3 separate regions of the Mus musculus genome follow, and regions 1 and 2 are each linked to region 3. The links are chromatin contacts, called in public Hi-C and promoter capture Hi-C maps. All regions are on one chromosome and are shown on one strand. The core of a region is the stretch at or near the end of the contact, and the rest is flanking DNA. Distances in the headings are between cores, read along the strand shown. Region 1 holds the start of Bpifa2 (BPI fold containing family A, member 2). Region 2 holds the start of Snta1 (syntrophin, acidic 1). Region 3 holds the start of Bpifb5 (BPI fold containing family B, member 5).

The links. Promoter capture Hi-C pulls out the DNA fragments that hold promoters and counts their contacts. A called contact is a pair of places that touch in the nucleus more often than the background predicts.
Region 1: a promoter capture Hi-C map of stem cell-derived epiblast-like cells shows a contact between it and region 3, with 3 times the contacts expected there. The contact joins the promoter of Bpifa2 here to the promoter of Bpifb5 in region 3. A contact is called at or near these places in 2 of 39 promoter capture datasets (stem cell-derived epiblast-like cells and trophoblast stem cells) and 1 of 9 other capture datasets (liver).
Region 2: a contact with region 3 is called in a Hi-C map of embryonic stem cells, with 5 times the contacts expected there. The contact joins the promoter of Snta1 here to the promoter of Bpifb5 in region 3. A contact is called at or near these places in 1 of 39 promoter capture datasets (stem cell-derived epiblast-like cells), 2 of 484 Hi-C or Micro-C datasets (the HL-1 cell line and embryonic stem cells), 2 of 115 datasets of contacts at active chromatin or transcription factors (embryonic stem cells and forebrain) and 1 of 9 other capture datasets (liver).

The regions. Positions count from the first base shown.
Region 1 is chr2:154,006,892-154,009,591 of GRCm38.p6, reverse strand. Bpifa2 (BPI fold containing family A, member 2) reads right to left here and starts at 1,316. Exons shown (of 9, transcript NM_008953.2): 1 at 1,281-1,316; 2 at 351-479. The coding sequence starts at 471.
Region 2 is chr2:154,406,806-154,409,505 of GRCm38.p6, reverse strand. It overlaps Snta1 (syntrophin, acidic 1), which reads left to right and starts at 1,422. Exons shown (of 8, transcript NM_009228.2): 1 at 1,422-1,826. The coding sequence starts at 1,535.
Region 3 is chr2:154,222,362-154,225,061 of GRCm38.p6, reverse strand. It overlaps Bpifb5 (BPI fold containing family B, member 5), which reads right to left and starts at 1,320. Exons shown (of 15, transcript NM_144890.2): 1 at 1,169-1,320; 2 at 1-124. The coding sequence starts at 1,277. It also overlaps a transcript of Cdk5rap1 not described here.

The DNA of each region.
Region 1 (2,700 bases), core at 67-2,566, 220 kb after region 3:
AGGAAAAGTGTCTACACAGCTGGATCCATGCACTGGGATAGGGGACTTCTTGTCAACAGCTACTATAATTTAAAATGCAAACCTTTTAAATTTTTGGAATCTCACTTTTAAGAATTTATCCTGTGCCAATATATATTGGCAAGTCTCTTAGGGTAACATCCCAGCACTGTTTTTTTTTTTTTTTCTAAACAGATAGGGGCAACGCAGGAGTTGAATAGCAGCACATTTCTCAGTGTACCACCCACAAAAGACAACACCACCCTCTCCCAGCAGCCTCTGCAATTGCAGGCATGATACTTATTAGAGTTTCTCCTGGGACCAGATAGCTGAAGGAACCTATATTAACTCACCTTCAGAGGGAGGATTCAGAATTTTCAAATTATTCACAGCGCTGCCAAGTTCACCAAGAAGTGACTCTGAGTTCCCAATGAGCAGGCCACACAAGACAACAAGGCTCCCAAGTTGGAACATCTTTGGTTCTGACAAATGGAGAGTCATAGCAGGAAGAAGAAACAAAAACCCACAATTAGTGCCTGCCTCTCTCACGCTTGCCTTTCAACAAGACAGTTGCACTTCTCTTCACAATAGGTAAGAAATGGAGCCAGGGGATATGCCTGCCCTCAGGAGTGGATGAAGTAGGGCCCAGTCTGCAATGGAATTTTATTCAGCCACAATGAAAAATGAAATTGTGGCATTTCAGGAAATGGATGGAACTGGAAGTCATTGTGCTTAGCAGTTAAGAGAGGCAAAATAACCTATTTTCTGTCATCTGCAAATGAGGTTCAAATGTGTGTGTATCTATAACATAATATATTCATGTACATATACATATGCAACACATTCCCTGCCTTGCCTGCTCACTTTCCTAAGCTATAATTCTGTTTAGATGTTTCAGCAAAACTTCACACCTTCTATGAAGCCAGCTTCAGACCCCCTCCCCAGAGAGCACATCTAGGTTCCCCACTGCCTTTCTCCACCAAACTTGGAGCAGCACAGTCCCTAGGGGAAATAGCTATCTCTTCTGTCATTATTGAGCCTACACTCCAGTAGGAAGCCTTTCTCTATACACTAAGACAAGTCATTGATGAATAAAATCTGATCCCTAAACAGAACCCACATGAGTCTAGGTTGTTGTTAGTCTGACACAATGTCATCTATGTCTTCAAATTTGTTAGAGTCAAAACTTTACCAACACAAACAGTGCCTTCCCTCTGCTTCTTGCCCCAAAGCCTCCTGTGGACTCTCAGATGGGAACTCAGTTTAGTGGAGTCACTACTCACTGCTTTGAAGAAGGATGCACACGAGAGAGATCCTTGTTTCTCTGCACGATCTCCTGGGATTCTAGGGTGACTTATATTGTGGTCCCAGGATGAGAATCAAGCCCTATTTCCTGGATGTTCTAAAGATACTCCAAAGAAAATATCTAAGGTTAGCCAAGATATTCCAACCCAAAGGTCACCCAGGATGCTTGGGTGACAGTGATGGACCTTGTGCCAAGTTCAAAGCCCTATGTTGTCAAACTTGAGACTGCCAACAAGGGGTCAGTTCAGTATTGTCTAGAAAGAAGATCCAGAATGAATCAATGGAAGAATGTTCTGTTGGGTTGGCTCGAAGTATTTGCCTAAGCTAGCCCAGTCATTTTTTGAGAACTCATTTAAAAAAAAAAAAGCCAGCAGCTTCTGTTTGTTCAATTGTGGTTCTCAGGTGTCCCAGACCACCCTTCCTATGCACCTGACCCGTGTCCAAGAGCTTCAACCACCTCTGCTGGAGTGAGCCAGCCTCTGTGAGGGGCCAATAATGACATTCCTCACTCTTTCACTGACTCAACCATCTGTATTTTAAACCAGCTTTCTAGATGATTTTGTTTAATGCTGCCCCAAGGCTATTATTTCTCAAAATAGAAAATTCCAGCAATTCTAAAAATAAAAGGAGGGGAAAAGTAGGTTCATGGTCACTGTGCTGAGGAGGGTTAGTCATGAAAACAGCAGGACTGGGGGAATGATTCACATCTGTCCTACCTTGACATTGGCCATGACTGTAGTGTGTCTCTGTGAGCCACATACTACCAATGGATTAGCAGTAGATGACATGTGAATTCACAAGCCAGGATGTCTGTGGTCCAAAGGGAGGAATCGAGTTCCCCTGGTTTCAGAATAAACCATAGAAGCTAGGGGGGAATTATAATCTGAGGTGAAAACTCAGCAACTCCATCTAGGGTGGGGTATTGCTAGATCCAGGTTCCCAAATGATTCCATGTTCTTAATACTGGCTTCATTCTCTGATGAACTTTACCAGATAAAGTAACTGAAAACGTTTTGGTGAAGGGGGTGTGGGGGTGTGTGGAGACCCAACTCCTATGTGGGTAGAGAGGTGGTGCATTGCCATCGGTGAGGAGCTAAAGTAATACTCTGATGGAGGCTCCATTGTCTAGGTAAAATGTATGTGAGCAAGATGTGTCAGCCAACAGGCACTTGCTCCCCTGGAATAAGGACCCATGTTTGTTCTCCAGAGTCCGAGGAAAAGTAGGAGGGGACAACGCCTGATAGTTATCCTCTGACCTCAACGTGTACGCTATCATATGTGCACCTGCACTCACACACGAACAACACACACACACACACACACACACACACACACACACACAAATAAGAAACTGGTAACTCTCAGGTCAACTAGACTGTGGCCTCTGAACAAAGTAGA
Region 2 (2,700 bases), core at 173-2,672, 180 kb before region 3:
CTATAGTTCGTCTAGAATTAATCATGATCCTTCTGCCTCAGTCTCCAGAATGCTGTGATTGCAAATGGATGGCATCTTGCTTAGTTCGATAAGTGCTCCGTGAGTGAAGAGTGAAATTATCTCCTGTTGCTATGCATGCAGGGCAAGGGAGTAGGAGGGATGTGAGCCTGGAAGCCAGAAAGACCCAGGTTAGAAGAGAGGTCTGCTTTTAGTACTCATGTGTCTCAGTTATGCAGGGTTTACCCAAGGCACAAATGATAGCATAGATCAGCCAGCTCATGTGTCATGCAAACACAGAATAAGTGACATACATGTATTGCATATATATATATATATATATATATATATATATATATATATAAAATCATATGTCATTTTATTTATTTTCACTATTTTTGTGTGCATGGGTGTACTTGTTTGCAATGTGAATACAGGTTCCCAAGGAAACTAGTGGTGTCAGATCTCCATGGAGCTGGAGTTACAAGTGGTTGTGAGCTGCCCAATGTGCATGCTGTGAATTTTACTCTGCTCCACTGTAAGAGCAGCCCATGCTCTCTCTCTCTTTCTCTCTCTCTCTTCTGGTTTTTTGAGACAGGGTTTCTCTGTGTAGCCCTGGCTGTCCCGAAACTCACTCTGTAGACCAGGCTGGCCTCAAACTCAGAAATCCGCCTGCCTCTGCCTCCCAAGTGCTGGGATTAAAGGCGTGTACCACCACGCCCGGCTTTTTTTTTTTTTTTTTTTTTTTTCAGCCCATGCTCTTAACCGCTGAGCCTTCTATCTCTTTATGTCTTTTCACTTTTATTTTTATTTTTTAAAGGCAGGGTCTCATGTAGCCTAGACTGGACTCAAACTTGCAGACCCTTCAGCCTCTACCTTCAAGTGATGGGACCAAACCCTCAAAGGAGTGGCATTTCTCCTCCTGGTGGGTGGGTAGGCTTACCTCTTTAGAGGCTGCACCCTTAAGCTGAGTCAGGCCCACAGACTGTTACTGGTACCCTCTCCCCATGGCTCACAAAACGTGAGAAACCATCTTCCTTAGCTCGTTTGCCAGTTAACTCTGTCTGCAAAGTCCCTGGAGCCTATGGTCCTGACACAGGCAGCCCTACCCCAGGATCCTTGATTCTTTTTCTTGTCCTTCAGCTTCCACGAGCTACGGTCCAATCCTCGACGGCGCACAGAACTGGATCCTTGTGTTGCCCCATCCATAGAATCCGGCCCCTTTATGTTCCGCAGAGCGCCCCACCCTCAACCTCCTCTAACTGTGGCCGTGAGGGAACGCGGTTCTGACCCACTCCCAAGTGATCCCGCTGCACATCTTTAGTTTACCGGGTAGCGTCTCTTCAGTCACTCCCGGGGCCCCGCCCCCGTTAGCCCCGCCCCCGACAGCCTGTCCTCCGAAGCTCCGCCCCCGAGGCCGGGGTAGGGTGGCGACTGGCTCTGCTGCCCCGCCGCCCTCTGCCCTGGGCGCTGGGTCGGAGCGGGCCGGGTACGGCGGGACCGGGCGAGCGCAGTGTACTGGGACTTCGAGGCGAAGATGGCGTCAGGCAGGCGCGCTCCGCGCACCGGGTTGCTGGAACTGCGCTGCGGGGCGGGCTCCGGGGCGGGTGGCGAGCGGTGGCAGCGGGTGTTGCTCTCTCTGGCGGAGGACGCGCTGACCGTGAGTCCCGCCGACGGCGAGCCCGGCCCGGAGCCGGAGCCCGCGCAGCTCAACGGCGCCGCTGAGCCCGGCGCGGCGCCCCCACAGCTGCCAGAAGCGCTGCTGCTCCAGCGGCGCCGCGTGACGGTGCGCAAGGCCGACGCCGGCGGGCTGGGCATCAGCATCAAGGGTAGGTGTGGGGCACCCAGGGCACGGGGTCGTGTTGTCTGTGCTGCTGCGGAGCGCTCAGGGGTCATGGGGGCTGGTAAACGAAAACCTGTCTAGGGCGGAAAGGAGTCTCCGGGGGAGGAAGGAACAGAGTGAGGGAAGAGCACCAAGGTCGGAAGGGGCTTGGGGAGTTCAGGTGACTCAGAAGACACAAGTGTGGAAGGATGGGGGGGCGCACCAAGGACATTGGTGCTTAGTTCTGTTTTGAAGCAAAATGGTAGCTATGGGTACCAAGGGCAGGAGGGTCCCCGGGAAGACTGACAGGGGCGGGGGCGGCGGTGAAAGGAAAGGGACTTGAGGCCTGGGACACTGCTAGAACAAGAAGGAGGTGGAAGTCATGAGACACAACCTAGGCAGACTGGTAAAGGCCTGGAGTCTGGGAGCCCAATGTGGGTGCCAGAGATGGGTAGGAGGCACAGGCATTAGCAGAGAAGGGGCCAGTAAGGACCTAGACATCTTGGGCTTCAGAGGCTGTTTGCCTATGCTGGGAGTCCTGATGGCTAGGGTTGAGTCTCCTCATCTGCCCATTTGTACATGAACAGGTACATGGAGAGAGTGAACCCAGAGTTGCCATTCCTTCCTGAGAATTCTTAGTTTCCAAGACTGACAAGTGTTTGGCATGATCTCAATCTCATGTATGCCAGGCTAGACACATGGTCACTATGTAGCAGAGGAGAACACTGAATATAATCTTCCTATTTCCACCTCCAGAGTGTTGGGATTACTGGGCTCTGCTGCTAAAATAGGTTTATGTTGTGCTGGGGATCAAGCCTAGAGCTTTATAGATGCCAAGCAAGCACTTTACCGACTGACTCCTTCCCTAACTCATTTAGGCT
Region 3 (2,700 bases), core at 71-2,570:
ACGAGCTCCTCTCTGACGAAGGGCAGGGAGTCCATGACAGACACACCCTCACTTGGGGATCCAGTCACAGCCATCCTGATCATACCCTCCAGGACCTGGTTCTCTGATAATAGATTTGAGATGTCTGGGGACAAAAAAAAAAAAAAAAAAAAACTCCTCAGGGTCCATTCAGCCATTCAGCAAATAGCCACTGGCACCTGAACCCAGCTAGAAGATAAGACAGCCATTCAGCAACAAGTTCTTATGAGGAGACCAGAGCTCAGATCGCAATGTATCGCCCAGGCTGGTTTCAAACTCCTGTGCTTAAGTCATTGTCCTGGCTCAGCCTTGCCTTGCCACCTAGCTCAGCCCATAGGTCAGTCTGCTGGGCTTAAGGAACAGCGTGGCTCCTGCTGCTGCTCTGGAGTTGACATGGCAGTCAGGGAGAAAGACAAACTAGAACTCATACCAGTCAGTAAAGTAAGTTTTAGAAGTGTTACAGAGAAACACTTAGACTCTAAGTGTGACTGGGGTGTGGAGGGCCTGCTTTGGACATGAGGGTCTGCTGTAAGGAGGAGGCTTAGGGCAGACACCCCAAGAAGGAGAAAGAACTCAGCTAGACCTAAGTCTAGGGAGAGCAGCAGCCCATGCAAATGCCTCCAAGGTCACAGATCCCCAAGCTGTGACAAGAAGCGCCCCGCAGACAAGCAGCAGGGAGAACAGCAGGCAGGCAGACAGGTTAGCAGGTGTATGTCTGGATAAGGCCATTGAAGAGGTTTTACCAGAGGGCAGTGGGAGCCAGGAGAGACCTGACTGCTACAGGGAGATCAGAGGATGTTTCTGCAGGAGAGGTGGTAAGGACTTTGTCTGCCAAGCCCAGTCAGAGCATTCTACATTGAGAAGGAGAGAAAGGGGGATGGGCCCACACCAGCCAAAGAGGCAGCGTGACCTCTAGTGACCTCTACGTGGTGGGCAGAGGAGGCAAGGGAGACACTGGAGGGTTTGAATGACAGGGTGAGGACTGCTCATGGCAAGAGGGAGGCAAAGCAAGTGTGAGAGCAGAGGAGGGGCAAGGGCAGCTGTGGGCAGCTGGTAAATGGACACCAGAGGGGAAGAAGCCCAGAGCTCTTGTCCACTGCTCTGCCTTCTCCAAAGTCATGCTTCTTCAAGCTCATTCCTTGAGATTCACCTGTTTCCAGCTGGCTATTGTTGATCCGCAGGAAGAGATGAGTGTGGGTTGCCCCTCGGGCTTGGGGCAGCACCCCCCAGCATAACAGCAGTGCCCACAGCAGCAGCATCCCTGCTTCAGAGCCTGCGCCCCGGCTGGCCAGGGGAGTGAGAGCTTAAGTCCTCTCGAGGGGCCCGCAGCCCCGTGACCCCACTCTGTGCCCCGCCCCCATCCTTTGATGTTCTGACATTCCTGCGCGGGGCGGGGCCTGACTCCCTTATGGATCCAGCTCTCTCAGGCCTGTGACACCAGCTTTCTTAAAGGACTACTCGTATACACCAAGCTCTGAAGTGAAGGGTGGGCACATGGTGGGAAGCCAAGGCCCCAGGCCAGAGCTTGGCATGCTCAATTCTTCAGCGGGAGATTTCACTTCTCTTGGCACTTTGCAGCCAGGGGCTTTTGGCCAAAACGGATAGAGCCTGTTACTGAGGCAGGGGTGGGAGGAAAACAAGCTCAGAATGTGGCAATTGGACCCCAAGGAGGAAGTGGGCTGGGCTTGGGCCCTTTTCCTTTGGCATATCTCCACCTCTTGTGTGGAGTACAGAGGCTGCTAAAGATGTGACTGGCATAGATCCCAAGGTGGTAAGGGTGTGTGTGTGTGTGTGTGTGTGTGTGTGTGTGTGTGTGTGTGTGTGTGTGCATGTGTGAGCTGGTGAGGCGCCTGATGAAGCTGGTAATGTCCACCTTGTTCCTGCTGTTCCCATGTCCTTCCTGTGTATGTCACCTAGGCTCTTAAATCATTTCTACTCAGATGTGGTCACCAAAGTTGCAGACAGGTCCTAAAAGAGCTGAGGAATGGAGAACAAGCCGAGTTCGTTTCCTTCTAAGCCTCACTGGGAATACGATAAACCTACCGTGGTTTTGGGGAGATGGTGAAGGTCAGCGGGGCAGCAACTGTGGAGTAGTAAGCACAGGCCTGGTGCACAGGAAGGCTTAGTAAGCCGTTATGATCATGCGCGTTCTATACATAAGGGAGCCGAGACACAAAGGAGTAAGCACCTCCATCAGGGCTGGGTAGCATATCAGAGGATGCCAGAGGATGCCAGAGGAAGCTGGGGTTTGATGCTGGGGCCCAGAAAGGACCCAGAGATTGGCTGGTTCTGCCACAGCAGTTCCATGACAGAGCAGCCTGCCACCTACCTTTATGGAGTCCCTGTCTTGTGGGAACCCAGCACCCCTTGCTCCTGCATGCCCCTGACTATGTGAGCATGGCTCCTTCATTATCGGGTGGTGCAGCCACCAACAGCTGTCCCCAGTTGTCGTGGGATTTTCAACAGAATTTTCTCCTTTCAACTCAGGGTGCAAGCAGGGCAGGTGTTAGCGCCAATTTCCTTTTCTTTTTTGTTTTAAACTTTTTTTTTTCTTTTGAGATTATAATATCATTACATCATCTCTCCCCTTCCTTTCCCATCCTTCCCTCAGGAGTTCCAGTTTTCACCTGGATGCTCAGGCTTGAGAACTGGTGGAAGACAGAGTTCCAGGAGACAGCAGAG